2 separate regions of the Mus musculus genome follow, and region 1 is linked to region 2. Evidence: chromatin contacts called from public promoter capture Hi-C data. All regions are on one chromosome and are shown on one strand. The core of a region is the stretch at or near the end of the contact, and the rest is flanking DNA. Distances in the headings are between cores, read along the strand shown.

The links. Promoter capture Hi-C pulls out the DNA fragments that hold promoters and counts their contacts.
Region 1: a promoter capture Hi-C map of liver shows a contact between it and region 2, with 3 times the contacts expected there. The contact joins the promoter of Serpine1 here to the promoter of Rhbdd2 in region 2. A contact is called at or near these places in 1 of 39 promoter capture datasets (liver) and 1 of 115 datasets of contacts at active chromatin or transcription factors (microglia).

What each region holds. Positions count from the first base shown.
Region 1 is chr5:137,069,731-137,076,412 of GRCm38.p6, reverse strand. It overlaps Serpine1 (serine (or cysteine) peptidase inhibitor, clade E, member 1), which reads left to right and starts at 4,141. Exons shown (of 9, transcript NM_008871.2): 1 at 4,141-4,284; 2 at 5,109-5,380. The coding sequence starts at 5,110.
Region 2 is chr5:135,630,937-135,637,852 of GRCm38.p6, reverse strand. Rhbdd2 (rhomboid domain containing 2) reads right to left here and starts at 5,199. Exons shown (of 4, transcript NM_146002.2): 1 at 4,935-5,199; 2 at 1,451-1,858. The coding sequence starts at 5,112. It also overlaps the pseudogene Gm15607.

The sequences.
Region 1 (6,682 bases), core at 2,892-5,391, 1.4 Mb before region 2:
AGAAAAACTCAAGAGAGCAACTAGAAGAGGAAGTGAGGGACAGCATTATCTTGAGTGACAGGGGCAGTGAGCAAGACGTCTCAGGGGGAGAACTAGAGACACACAAAGAGGAAGGGCAAGATGAGAGAACAAGCGGGCAAGAGGTCAAACGGGAGGGGCAGGGGGTGAGAGACAGCTCAGCGGGTAAAAGAGCCTGCCACCAAGGCTGATACTATGGGTTCAGTTCCTGGACCCACACTGTGGAAGACAAGAGCTGACTACTAAACATTGTCGTCTGACCTGCACACGCACGCATGCACACACACACTAAAGGGGGTGTTGGGGCTTAGGTAGGCCCCAGTGGAGCCAGGGCTCTATGGAAGAGGGCAAGGGTGGGAGTTGGGGGCAGGGGACAGTCATGGAAAATATGAGCTTGCTCCAATTACACCTGCAGAGGGACCAGATGGAGCCATCTTCCTGGGCAGCCAATCCTGGAACTTTCCCAGAAATTCCCGGCCCCACGTACCTCACGCTCTTATCTCTGATCCTGGGGAAATCAAGGGTTATTTCAACAGCAAGGACTTTTCTCATTCTGGCCATTTGATCCCCGCCCCTCCCCCCACCTACCAAAGGGTCAGAAGTTAACAACGAAGAGGATGAGGTCAAAGTGGTTTTGGGGGTTCTACAGGGGAAGAAAAAGAGAAAGTGACACAAGCCTGTGACTCAGGTTAGATTCTGAGAAGGGTGTCCTGAAGAAGACTTGGGGAGTAAGACACTCTCCACCTCCTCCAGGAAGCCTTCGGGAAGCTGCATCCTGTGTATGCAAGACTAGCTGTCCCCCATGTCCAACGAAAGACAAGGTCATGGGGGTGGGGAGGAGATGCAGGGACCAAGTTAAGTCTGGATTTCAGATCATCTAGGCAGCCCTGATTCATAAAGAAACAGAGGCCTCGTTCGGCTAGGCTGTGCCCAGTTTATATACATTTTATTTATTTGTTTGTATATATGTGTATTCAGGTATACACGTGTGATACAGAGTATGTATGGAAGCTGGAAGACAACTTGTGGGAGTCAGCTTGACCTGTCCATCATGTGGGTCCCAAGGATTGAAGTCATGTCATCAGACGTGGCCACAAACACTTTCACCTCATGAGCCATAATGTAGGCCCATTGCCTGGTTTCAAAACCCCACTCACCAGATGCCTATATGTCCCTCCAGTTTGGAGGTTCCTTTAGGACTCTGGCCATGGTGGCACACCTGTCGTCCCAGCACTTGGGACACTAAGGCAGGGGGATTGCGATTTCCCTGGGCAATCCCCCTGTAAGAACTGTCTCAAAATCAAACCAAACCAAACTGGATATGCCTATTATTTCAGTGCTAGGGAGGCAGAGGCAAGAGGACTGCTGTGAGTTTGAGGCCAGCCTGGGACATATAACAAGTTCCAGAGTTGTTAGACTTATGTAGTGTGACTCTATTTGTAGTGTCTTCCCCATCAAAGAGGGGAAGACAAATGAGGGAGACACAAAGTTTTCCATTTTGAAAGAAAAGCATGTCCCCCACCCTACAGAGCCACTAGCCAACTCTCCTGAGGCCCAGAACAGAACATCAGACCCAGGTCAGGATGAGGCTGCTTGCACCCTGGCGAAGCCCAGCCCCGCCCCAGAAAACCATGGTCTTGATGGAGATCTAGAAACTGTGGGAATGGCAGTCAGAGAAAAAGAAGAGAACTTAGCTTCCATGCTGGAACACCCAGGAGCCCCACCTCCAGCTAATCTCCAGCCACCCCTCTTCTGAATGCTTGGGACACTGAGATCCTAAGTCCCTCTGGCTGCTAGCATAGAGGGCAAGTCATCTGGAGACATGCCTGGCAGGGTAAGAGCTGAGCTGTGTCTTCTTCCTCAAAGACAGCCAAAAAAGCCAAGAACATCTGCCTCTCCCTCCCAGCCCCACAGCCTCCCTCTGGGCTTCCAAGCCACAGAGGAGAACAGAGGGAAACACAAACAAACAGCGGCTGGGCCTGTGGGGCTCCCCGGGACCTGTGAGCCTAAGTTTCCAACTGAGGTTTCCCTCTTTCCTCTTTCCTCTTTCCTCAACCTCCCCACCCCCACCTGACTCGGGAGGGAGGCAGGGTCTCTGTGAGAAAACTCCGCAGGGCTGGTTGCCTTGGTATCTGTTTACTGGAAATGGAAAACAAACAGGGCTGCTGTACCGCCCACCTAAACTTCCCATGACTCGCCTGGCAGCTGTCTCCATGGATACCACCAAGCGAACCCCCATCACCTATACAAAAGATGACAATATGTGAACCCCAAGATCAAGAGTACCCTCTCCTCAGCCCCCACCACCGGACCACCTTGGCCTTTTCCAGTCGTCCCTCTCTCTAGTCACAAAACCTAGGGTTACAAAGGGCTTTTGAGTCTGTCCAACCTTCAAAGGCACCAGCCTGGCCCTCTTAAGTGCTGTGCAAATGTTTATTCTCTAAAGAAACCATCGAGATTCGGATGCAGTTCGGTGGGTAGTTTGCCTAGCATGTTGGAAGTCCTGGGTTCGAGCACCTGTACTTGCATAAACCGGGTGTGGTGCTGTGTACCTAAAATCTCAATAACTGGGAGGCGGAGGGAGGTGGGTCAGAATCCCCAGGCTATCCTCAGCTATATAATGAGTTTGAGGCTAGCCTGGGCTGCCTACCCATGAGATTGTCCAAAAACCACAAAAGACTCTTTAGTCATTCTTCCTCCACAGGTCTAAGGACAGAATCCCATCATCATATACATATACATATACATATACATATACATATACATATACATATACATATACATATACATATACATATATACATACATACATACATATATATATTCACTATCATTCTATCCTTGGCCCTGTGGCTCCAGCCCACCAGTGTCTATATCCAGAGAGAAAGAAAGCTTCAAAACACCCTCTGGGGCCTAGAGAGATGGCTCAGCCCTTAAAAGCACACACTGTCCTAGTAGAGGACCTAACTTCCATTCCCAACACCCACGACAAATGACATACAAGTCCCTGTAACTCCAGCTCCAGGGAATCTGACACTTCCCAGCTTTCACATGCGCACACAAACGGACACACACACACACCACACACATAATTAAAACGGAAGAGAAAAGCTGGGCGTGGCGGCACACGCCTCTAATCGGAGCACTCAGGAGGCAGAAGCAGGCAGAGCTCTGTGAGGTAGAAGCCAGCCAAAGCTGCAGATTGAGTTCCAGGCTAGCCAGGACAACATAAAATGATACTCTGCCTAAACAAACAAGCAAACAAACAACCGAGAATGAATGATAAAAACAAAATCTTAAGAAAACACCTCTTTCTCTCTCTCAGTCATCTCAGGCTGCTGTACTGGTTCTTGCTCCTTGACAGAGCTTTCTGTGGTAACCTCTGTTCTCATTAGTGGAAGAGGCTGGTCCAATCCAGCCATCAGCACCCCACCCAGTACACCTCAAAACCCAGCCGCACAAGGCTATTGACACAAAGAGCGAGCCCTCAGGGCACCAGGAGAGTCTGGCCCCATGTGGGGAGTCAGACATGCTTCACAGCAGGCCTGGCGGGCACACGGAGGGAGGAGGAAAGGACTTGAAGTTCTCTATTGGGCTTAAGTCCAAGAGGAACGAGAACCCAGACAATCACAGGGCACATTTCATGCCCTCTGGTCACTGGGCAGTAACCCAAGAGAAAGCCAGGCCAACTTTTCCTGGATGTAGGCCCAGGGTGCACAAGGGGCAGACAGCACTGTCAGGGTCCATAGCTTCTCTGTGATGGCTGTCTCCAAAAAAAGGGGGTCGTGTTGCAGCAGACCAAGGCTCGAGGAAGGGAATTCCAAACACCAGGCTTTGTAGGCTCTTGTGGTACTTCCAAGGGTCTAGACGACCGACCAGCCAAAGGCACAGGGATGTTCCAGTCAAGGGAACCAGAGTTTGCTCAATTATCCCCCATGCCCTTTCACACGTACACACACGTGTCCCAGCAAGTCACTGGGAGGGAGGGAGGGAGGGGGAGAGGGGGCAGGGCCGGCGGGCAGCCCAGACATTTCCAGAGTTAGAAAGTGGGTGGGGCTGGAACATGAGTTCATCTATTTCCGGCTCACATCTGGTATAAAGGGAGGCAGCAGCCAGGGAACGGAGCACAGCTGGATCAGGCTGCAGCAGAGCCCCGAGAGCTTTGTGAAGGAGGACCGCCGCACACCCGCCTCCGGCAGCACACAGCCAACCACAGCTGAGCGACAGCCAACAAGAGCCAATCACAAGGCACCTTTGAATACTCAGGTAGGAGAAAGGCAAGCTTACACTCTCACCTAAGGAAGAAAAACGTCCCGTCTCCATCTCTCACCCTCCGTTTTCCCTCCTTTCCCTTCCACTCTTTTCTGGAACTCTGCAGCCTTTAGTCCACCCTAGCCCAGCCAGGACCACAGGTGGTCAGGAAAGATGGTCAAACCGCACTTCCAACCCTGTATCCCAGAAGCCAGCACATAGTCTTTGGGTCCTTCCCCAGCAAACCTCTCCTTTCTCAGTTTAGCAAAGGGACTTTACTTTTAAAAGGAAAGATGCATTTATATCTGTATGCATGTGTGCGTACTCATGTGTTCAAGAGTGGAAATCAGGGATCAACTTTCAGGAATCAGCTCTCACTTTAAGCCAAAAGCTATCATCGTCTAAAGGTCTCTTAGCCCCACAGAAGGGATCAGAGATGCACAGGGGCTGTTTTTCTAAGATTCACCTAGGTTAAAAAAAAAAGTGAGGACAGCCTATGTTAAAACATCAAGTAGCATCTATTCGTGCCTGTAATCACAGCACTTGGGAGAAGTGAAGCAGGAGTGTCCTGAGTTCAAGTCCAGCCTAGGTTACATAGCAAGCAAGATTCTGGGGGGGGGGGGGGATGAAAAGAATTGGAGGCAGCAGGGGATGAGCTGGTTATCCAATTGCATTGTGGGATCTCATCATCCAATTGCATTGTGGGGTCTTAATGAATGGAACTTACCGCACTGATGGCTTACAGGCTAGAGGCGAGCACTCTGAGGAGGCAACACCCCCCCCCCCCGGGCAGTCTTCCCGGCACATGTCTTTATCAGATTCCCTTCTATTCTTCCTAGGATGCAGATGTCTTCAGCCCTTGCTTGCCTCATCCTGGGCCTGGTTCTGGTCTCTGGGAAAGGGTTCACTTTACCCCTCCGAGAATCCCACACAGCCCATCAGGCCACCGACTTCGGAGTAAAAGTGTTTCAGCAGGTGGTCCAGGCCTCCAAAGACCGGAATGTGGTCTTCTCTCCCTATGGCGTGTCCTCGGTGCTGGCTATGCTGCAGATGACCACAGCGGGGAAAACCCGGCGGCAGATCCAAGATGCTATGGGATTCAAAGTCAATGGTGAGAGTCTTGGGGCGGAGTGGGAGCTGGAGGAAAAGGTCGGGAGGAGCTCACAGACCAGGTCCAGAACAAACGGAGAAGGCAGGGAAGGCTGACTGCAGCATCACTGAGTCTAGTCACGTCCAGCCGCAGCCCAGAGACCACCCGTTTTCTCTCCCACTATTGGGTCAGTTGACCTTGTCTTATACTAGCCAGTGGAATCAGCACACAGGAACTGTGTGACTCTGGTGCTGCGATATAGCTTCCCCAGCATACACAAAGCCCTGGGCTCCATCCCCAAATCTAAGGAAACTGAAGATGATGGTGTAGAACTGTGGCCATGTTACTTGGGAAGTGGAGGCAGAAGGATCAGGAGTTCAAACTCATAGCTGGCTAAGTATCGAGTTCAGCAACAGCCTGGATTACATGAGACCTTTAAACACAAGAGCAAAACAAAACATGGGACCTTAACTCTTGTAAACCTTGGTTTTATTATCTATGAAATAGGGAACAACTAAAGAATGTCTCCCACACAGAGTTGAGTAAATATGTAATAGGATTACGAACATGAATTCTTCAATAATGCCATTAATATAAGAACAACCTAGCTAGGCATGGTGTCTGTAATTACAGCACTTGGGAGGCTGAGGGAGAAGGACAATTGTGAATTCGAGGACAACCTATGCTACACAGTAAACTCCATTCCAGGCTGGGATATAGAGCAAGACCCTGTCACAAAACCGAACAGAAGAGGAAGCCAGGCAGGGTGGCTTGTGCCGGGATTCCCAGCATTTCCAAGGCTGTTAGAGGAGTTGTTGCAAGGGTAAAGGGGGGTGCAGGGAGGAAGGTGTATAATTTAAGAACAGAATATTCTTACACAAAGAAAAGAAAAGATTGGGAACTGAGACTTTGGGAAAGGAAGCACAAAAATGTTATGATTTGAGGGCTGACTGTAGTAATCCATGCCCCTAATCCCAGCACTGGAGATGCTATAGGCAGGAGAATGTCCGTGAGCTTCCAAGTCATGTGAGACCCTCCTCAGGGAGGGGTGGGGAGAGGAGAAGAAGGTAGGGAAGAGGAGAGGAAAGAATGGGAGAGGGAGACAGTTGGGCACGGTAGTGCACACCTTTAGTCCCAGCACCCAGGAGGCAGACGCAGGCAGATCTCTGTGAGTTCAAGGCCAGCCTGGGCTACATAGTGTCAGGCCACCCAGAGGTGCATGGTGAGACCCAGTTTCAAAAAATGGGGATGGGGGGAGAGCATGGAGGTAAGGGAAGAGGAAGAGATGGAGAGAAGGGGAAGGAAGAGGGAAAGGGAGAAAGA
Region 2 (6,916 bases), core at 3,950-6,449:
CAGTTCCCACCATGCACACGGAGCTCACCACCACCTGTAACTCCTGTTCCAGGGGAACCTGTCACCCTTTTCTGACCTCCTCAAGTACCAGCACGCAGGTGCACGTATCCATAGACTTACTCATAAATAAATGTTAAAAAAAAAGAAAAAGAAAAGAAAAGGAAAGTACACACCAAGAAGTTTGTAACTGGGGTGTGGCACCAAGTGTGGTGGTGAGCCAGCAGTCTTAGCGCTCAGGAGACGGAGGTGGGTCCTAAGCTTGAGACCAGCCTCAGCTTTACAGCGACTCTCCTCTGAGATAAAGAAAATCAAGGGCGCTCTCGAACCAGGCGGCTTCAGCCGTGAACAATGCTGAAATGGCCAAGTTTAAGGCTCGGGACCTGCGCGGCAAGAAGAAGGAGGAGCTGTTGAAACAACTGGACAATCTGAAGGTGGAATTGTCCCAGCTTCGGGTCGTCAAAGTGACAGGCGGCGCTGCGTCCAAGTTCTCCAAGATACGAATTGTTCGCAAATCCATCGCCCGAGTCCTCACTGTTATTAAACAGACTCAAAAAGAAAACCTCAGGAAATTCTACAGAGGCAAGAAATACAAGTCCCTGGACCTGCGACCCAAGAAGACTAGAGCCATGCGCCATCAGCTCACCAAGCACGAGGAGAAGCTGAAGACCAAGAAGCAGCAGCTGTATCCTCTGCAAGTATGCAGTCAAGGCTTGAGATGACAATGACAATAAAGTGCAAGACTGACTGCCAAAAAAAAAAAAAAAAAAAGAAAAGAAAATCAAGGGCGGAGATCTAGCTCAGTGGTCCTACCTGTCAATCACACACAATGTACAATGTCTTTAGCTTGATACTCTTCTCCCTGCAAACACAGACCAAAGTATCAACGAGTCCAAGTCTGTTTCTTGACCCTCCCACTAACATCAAGGTGATGGGTATGTCAGATTGGTCCAACCAACACTGCTGTGGAGGCCAGAGGCCCACCTTAGTGTTAGGGTTTCTCACTGGATCTGGAACGCACTGAACTAGGCTAGTCTGGTGGGCCGGTGAGCACTAGGGACTCACCTATCTCTACCTCCTCAGTGCAGGGATTAGAGTTTAAGGTCCAGGGCTATGGCTTGTGTCCTCAAGTTCTCACGAGTGCGTGCCTAACTGAGGCAGCCATCTTCCTAGCCCTCTTCCAGTGAAACCTTACACTAAGGTTAGTTTCATAGATTACACCTCAGTTAACAAGAAAAAAAAAAAGTCACACTGCTGCAATTAAGCCCAAACTGTTAAAGAGCTGAGCTGAGCTGGCCTGGGCAAGCAGCCGTATTTGCATTTTCCAGATGAGCTCTGGTCCAGAGAGGGGAGGAGAGCTGCCCAAGGCTCTCAGGTTCCGAGCCCAGGCTGCTTGTCTAAGAGCCTAAGGCTGTGTACCTGACACCCCACAGCCCCCTCCCAGGAAGGATACAGGACAGGCCAATCAAAAGGCCAGAGACGTTACTGAGGAAGGAGGTCTGAGGGATGAGCCAGGAGGCACACAGCAGCAACCACGGCACAAGGACGGAAGGCACCACCACACCGAACACCAGGGCCCGCCTCATGCGAGAGCGGACCGAGGTGACTCCCAGCATGGCGAAAGCTACTGGGGTGAACCCTCTGGCATCCTCCACCTCCCCCAGCTTAGACAGTGAGGACACAGACTCAAATGACAGGTAGATGATGGCGGAGAAGACCGTAAAGATCAAGGTGAAGAAGCAATGGCGGACGGTGCCCACGGTCCTCTCGAAGTTGCCAGCAAAGCGCCAGATGATGATGGCGCCACAGAGCAGGGAGACTGGGTTCTCATAGACGAAGATGTAGGTCACCAGCCTGTAAACTAAAGATGGGTTCGGGTTAGTGGTCCAGGGCTGAGCGTTCCAACCAGGGGCAACCGGGTCCCAGGCCAGCTAGGAAGGGAGAACTGAAGCCGGGCACAAAGCCCTGGGGCCCACCCCTAGCACTGTAGACTGCTCACATAGGAATGGTGCCAGCACTCAGGAGGTAGACAGGAAGATCACTCTCGGCTCACTCCAGGTCACTCTCGGCTACACTGGGAATTTAGAGCCAGCTTGGACTACATGGGATCGTGTCTCAAAAACCACAACAGGAAGCAAAAACACAACAACAGAACAGGAAAGTGCCCATGATTCAAGATATAAAGTATATAATATAGTTTCTGTTCCTTCCTGGCCCTAGAGCCCTGGTTATCAAAACCAATCCCCATGATTCAAAGCATGAGCATATAATGTCGTCTCCATCCTTTCCCGGCCCCGAGGCAGAGGTTATTGAGACCAATTTCTAGGTGTGAAAAAGATACCTTTTGAAAACTGGAATGGTTTCTGAACATGACAAATGCTTTACAACCCTGTTTTAGGTTTTCTTTTAAAGATGTGTTTTTACTGTTGTGTATGCTACTTGTATGTGGGTACCTGTGGAGGCCAGAAGAGGAGGTTGGATCCCCCTGGAGCTGGAGTCACAGGCAGTTGTGAGCTGTGCCATGTGGAGTCCTGGGAACCAAACTTGGGTCCTCTGAAAGCAGCCAGCTCTCTTCTTAACCACTAAGCCATCTCTCCAACCCTCCTCTGTTTAGATTTTAATACTGACCTACCTCACTAGGCAGTCTGAGGGTTAATTAATTGTGACAGCTTCAGGGTAGGCTGAGGGTCCCACTTAACACTCTGTGTGGCAGTCTCCTTAGCTGTAATTCTGGCCTCTCCTTCCATAGAGGCTGTTCGGGGGAAGAAAAAAGGAACCATGAATTATAACGACCATAAAATTATAAAATTGTCACTAATAATTACATAGATTAAGTAAGGGTCTTCTTAAAGAGTGCTTTCGGAGTTTTACAGGGGCAGCCAAGATTTATATACCATAAAATAGCAAGGAAAGTCCTTTTCTCTCTCTCTCTGCAGTGAGACAAGGTCTCCCTATGCAGCCCTATCTGGTGTATACATTGCTGTGTAGACTAGGCTGGTTCCTGGGGGCTGGGATTATAGGTGTAAGACACCACATCGAGCCTCTTTTGGGGATACAAGGTTTTGATATGTAGCCCAGACCAGCTGCGAACTCACAATCTTCCTGCCTCAGCCTTTTGAGTGCTGGGACTACAAGTGTCTGCCATATTTGGTTTATACTCTTCCCCCCAATACAAGTAATGGCTAACATACATACTTTACATTTTTATATGTCTTTATTTGTGGGTATATGGGAGTACATGATCAGAGAAAAACCTTCAGAAGTTCTACCACGTAGGTCCCCAGTTCTCACGATTGGTAGCAAGGTACTTACAGGGCTCTAATTTCTTTTCTTTCTTTCTTTCTTTCTTTTTTTTTTTTTTTTGAGACAGAGTCTTATTATATAGCCCTGGTTGTCCTGGAACTCCCTATGGAGACCAAGCTGGGCTCACTCTCAGAGACCCGCCTGCCTCCGCCTGCCTAGTGCTGGCATTAAAGGTACTGTTTCTCTGCCTGTTCATGGAGCCCATGCTCAGACAAATATGGTTAAGTGAGCATGGTGATGGGTGATGTATGTCTGTGTTCTAGTACTCAGAAGGGTGAGGCAGGAGGATCATGGCTCTGAGGCTACCCTGGACTACATAATGAAGCCTGGCCATACTGGTGTAAATAAATAGCAAGCCCCTTTGTTTCAAAGTAAACAAAACGAAAACAAAAAAACAAAACCAACAAAAACAAACAAAACAACAAAAACAAAAAACAAAAACCCAGAAAGAAAAAGAGTGCGTGCCTGTCTACACTGGCATTTAGCTGACTGTAAGTGCTACATGTATCCAAAAAAGGGGGAAAAGAAAATTTCAGCTTTAAGCAGGAAACCATTACATCCTATCAGAATATCTCCAGAAGTTTGGTTATTTGCTGGATATGTCCCAAATTGAAATTTTACTGGTAAATATGAAAAAATTCTACATACAACTCTCTAAGATTTAGGTAGCTGACGAGATGGCTCAACAGGCTGAGGTAGGTCCTGCCAATCCCAAAGACCCGAGTTTGATTCCCAGGACCCACATGGGGGAAGAAGAGAAAGACTCCGGTCAGGTTGTCCTCTGACTTTCACAAGAGTGCACACAAGCATATAAATAATGTGTCACATATGTATACCTCTATCTAAAGATGTGGAGATTATATACCCAAAGCCCTAGTTTTAAATCACCATACTAAAAACAAAGTGCGGGGCTCCTATCTCAATATTATGATGTGTTAGCTCTGCGAATCTCTGTATTCAACCTCAATTTCTGGTAAACAGGCAATTTAATATGGCCTGTCATGAAATCACAGCGAGGATTACATGAAATGAACGCGCAGGCCTCTGTTAACGTTAGAAGCAACAGGGATTTCCCAGGAAAGAATGAGGAAGAAACAAAGACTAAGAATCCTGTCTTTTACAAAGGGATGATTACCAGACTTAATTAGTTTGAGAAATTTCTCTCCTCTGAGAAAACAAACACTTTACCAGCTCCTTCTGTGAGCTGGGATTAGGAGTCAGGATTAAGGTAAAGACGCAGCAGAAAATTCTAGAGTCAAGAGGAAAAGCCATCCATTGGGTTGACAGTAGACAATTGTCACGATAAAGGTGAGAAACGTTTGGTTTGTTCCTGTGGGGCTCGGGCCGTCAGCAGATGGGGTTTGTGTTTATAAAACGTGAATGGCTTAGGAAGTGTGTTCACCCTCGAGATCAAAGAATGAATGGATCTGGGGTAACATGGAAGGGGGCGATTGTGGGTAGAGAAGGAGTTGGCGGAAATGATCCGGCTTTGGACAAGACATGCTGGAGCTCCAAGTGGGGAGAATGGTGGTGGGCACGGAGGTCTGGGGTTGGCTGGCAGTGAGGCTGGAGATCAGGGACCGGGGAGTCTGCGGGCTGAGGAAGCGCGCCATCCCCGCCCCGCCTCTTCTCACCTTGCCAGTTGCGCAGGGCCTCGGAGCGCAGAGACAGCCCCGAGGGCGCCAGAGGCGGCTGCAGCAGGAACAGGCGGGGGCCCGACACCAGCAGCGAGAGCAGGGCGGTGAAGAATGTGGCGGAGGGCACCTCGGGACACGAGCACCAGAAGCGACTCGCGGGGCCCGGGGCCGCCATGGCCGCGAGCCCTTCCAGCGTGCGGCCTCGGTACTCCCCGCCTCCCTCCTCAATTTCCGCCTCCTTGCGGCGGTCTCCCCTGGCAACAGCGGAAGACTGGCCTCTCCTCAAGCACCGCCCCATGGGGGGGTGGGGGTGGGGGAAGGCCCAATCCCGTGGAGTCCTCCGCTCTTACCCGCCCAAAGGAGGCCGGGAGTTGTAGTTCCAGCTTACCTACGGGTGTTGTGCGGGCTGCCGCCTCAGGAGTATTCTTGCCTAGACCTCAGCTTCCTTCTTCTTGATTTTTAATTAAAAACAAACAAACAAACAAACAAACAAACAAGCAAAACCAAAAAAACATTTGATTACATCTGTTTGAGTGTGAGAGAGGGGCATGTGCGTGCAACGCGCGTGGAGGGTAGATGAAAACTTAAGGTTGAGTTTATCATCTCCTTCCACCTCTGGGTCCTGGGAATAGAACTTGGGTAATCAGGCTTGGCAGCAGTGCCTTTACCCACTGAGTCATCTCTTTAGCCCTTTTTATTTTTCTTTTTTTCTTTTCTTTTTTTTTTTAGATTTTATTTGCGTTTGGCTCAGTGAGAGAAGGTGTGGAGGTGCACACACAAACACCTTTACTCTCAGCCATCTCAAAGGCTCCCTTTAAAAATTTTAATCAACCTATATTTATTATACCAAGTAATGGTTTCATTATGGCATTTTCTTACATGTGTATAATGTACTTTGATCATATTTTATCGGGGCTCCATTACCCCCTCTTGCCTTCCCATCTTAGTTTCTCTTTTGCTTCCATGTTTCTTTTCTTTTCTCTTCTTTCCTTCTTTCTTCCTTCCTTTCTTTCTTTCTTTCTTTCTTTCTTTCTTTCTTTCTTTCTTTCTTTCTTTTTAAATTTTTGCGACCCAGTGAGTTTCATTAAAGTCGCTTTCAGGAGCAAATGTCTCTCCTCCCAACAGCCATTAACTACTAGTAGATCCTCATTGAGGGAGAGGGGTCTTGAAAAACATTTCTTCCTCTTGCTTTTGGCTTTTACACAAATTTGACTCTGAACTCTGGGTCTCCATCTCCAGAAAGCAGGGATTTTAGATGTGCACCACCTCCCTCAGTTTATGCAGTAATGAGGCTCGAACCCAGGGACTCCAGCATGCTACCAACTGAACTATGCTTTCAGCCGGGTCCTTCTCACTGTAATGGTATGACGTCGTGAGGACCACGGAGCCCTATTCTCCCACAGACTTGTGTTTGTCTCTGTCCTGCCAAAGAGGAAACTGAGTCTATGGGGATCCCTGAGGGATACAGTTCAATAGCAAAGAAAGAATTAAAACTTGGTTCTTCCTGCCTGAATTGGCCAAGAAGACAGAGCCAGCACTTTCTGGAGCTGGACTGGAGATAAAGTAAGAGGAGGCGGGGAAGGAGACAATTGAAGGGACACTAGAGCTACTATACATGCGCTATGAGCGTACGCCATGACGCTTTTGCTAAACTTTGCTTTAGCCTTTTGCAGTTTGAAAAGCGCTTCCTGCAGAGCAAAGCTATTTCTGGTGAACAGCTAGAGTATCCTTTGTGAGCTACAAGTGCTTTAGCAGGTGAGGTAGCTTCCCGACCAAGTCGCGGGTGAGAAGAGTCAGGAAATTGAATCCCAGTTTGCTGGGTCCCAGGGGGCGACATCAAGATATTCCTTTTTCAATATGTTCAGTTTTGGCAGTACTGGGCAGCCTACAGCCTAGTGCATGAAAGGTTAAGAGGTCTATCACTGAACTACAGCCCCATTCCTCCTCCCCAATATTTATGTATGCATTATATACATATA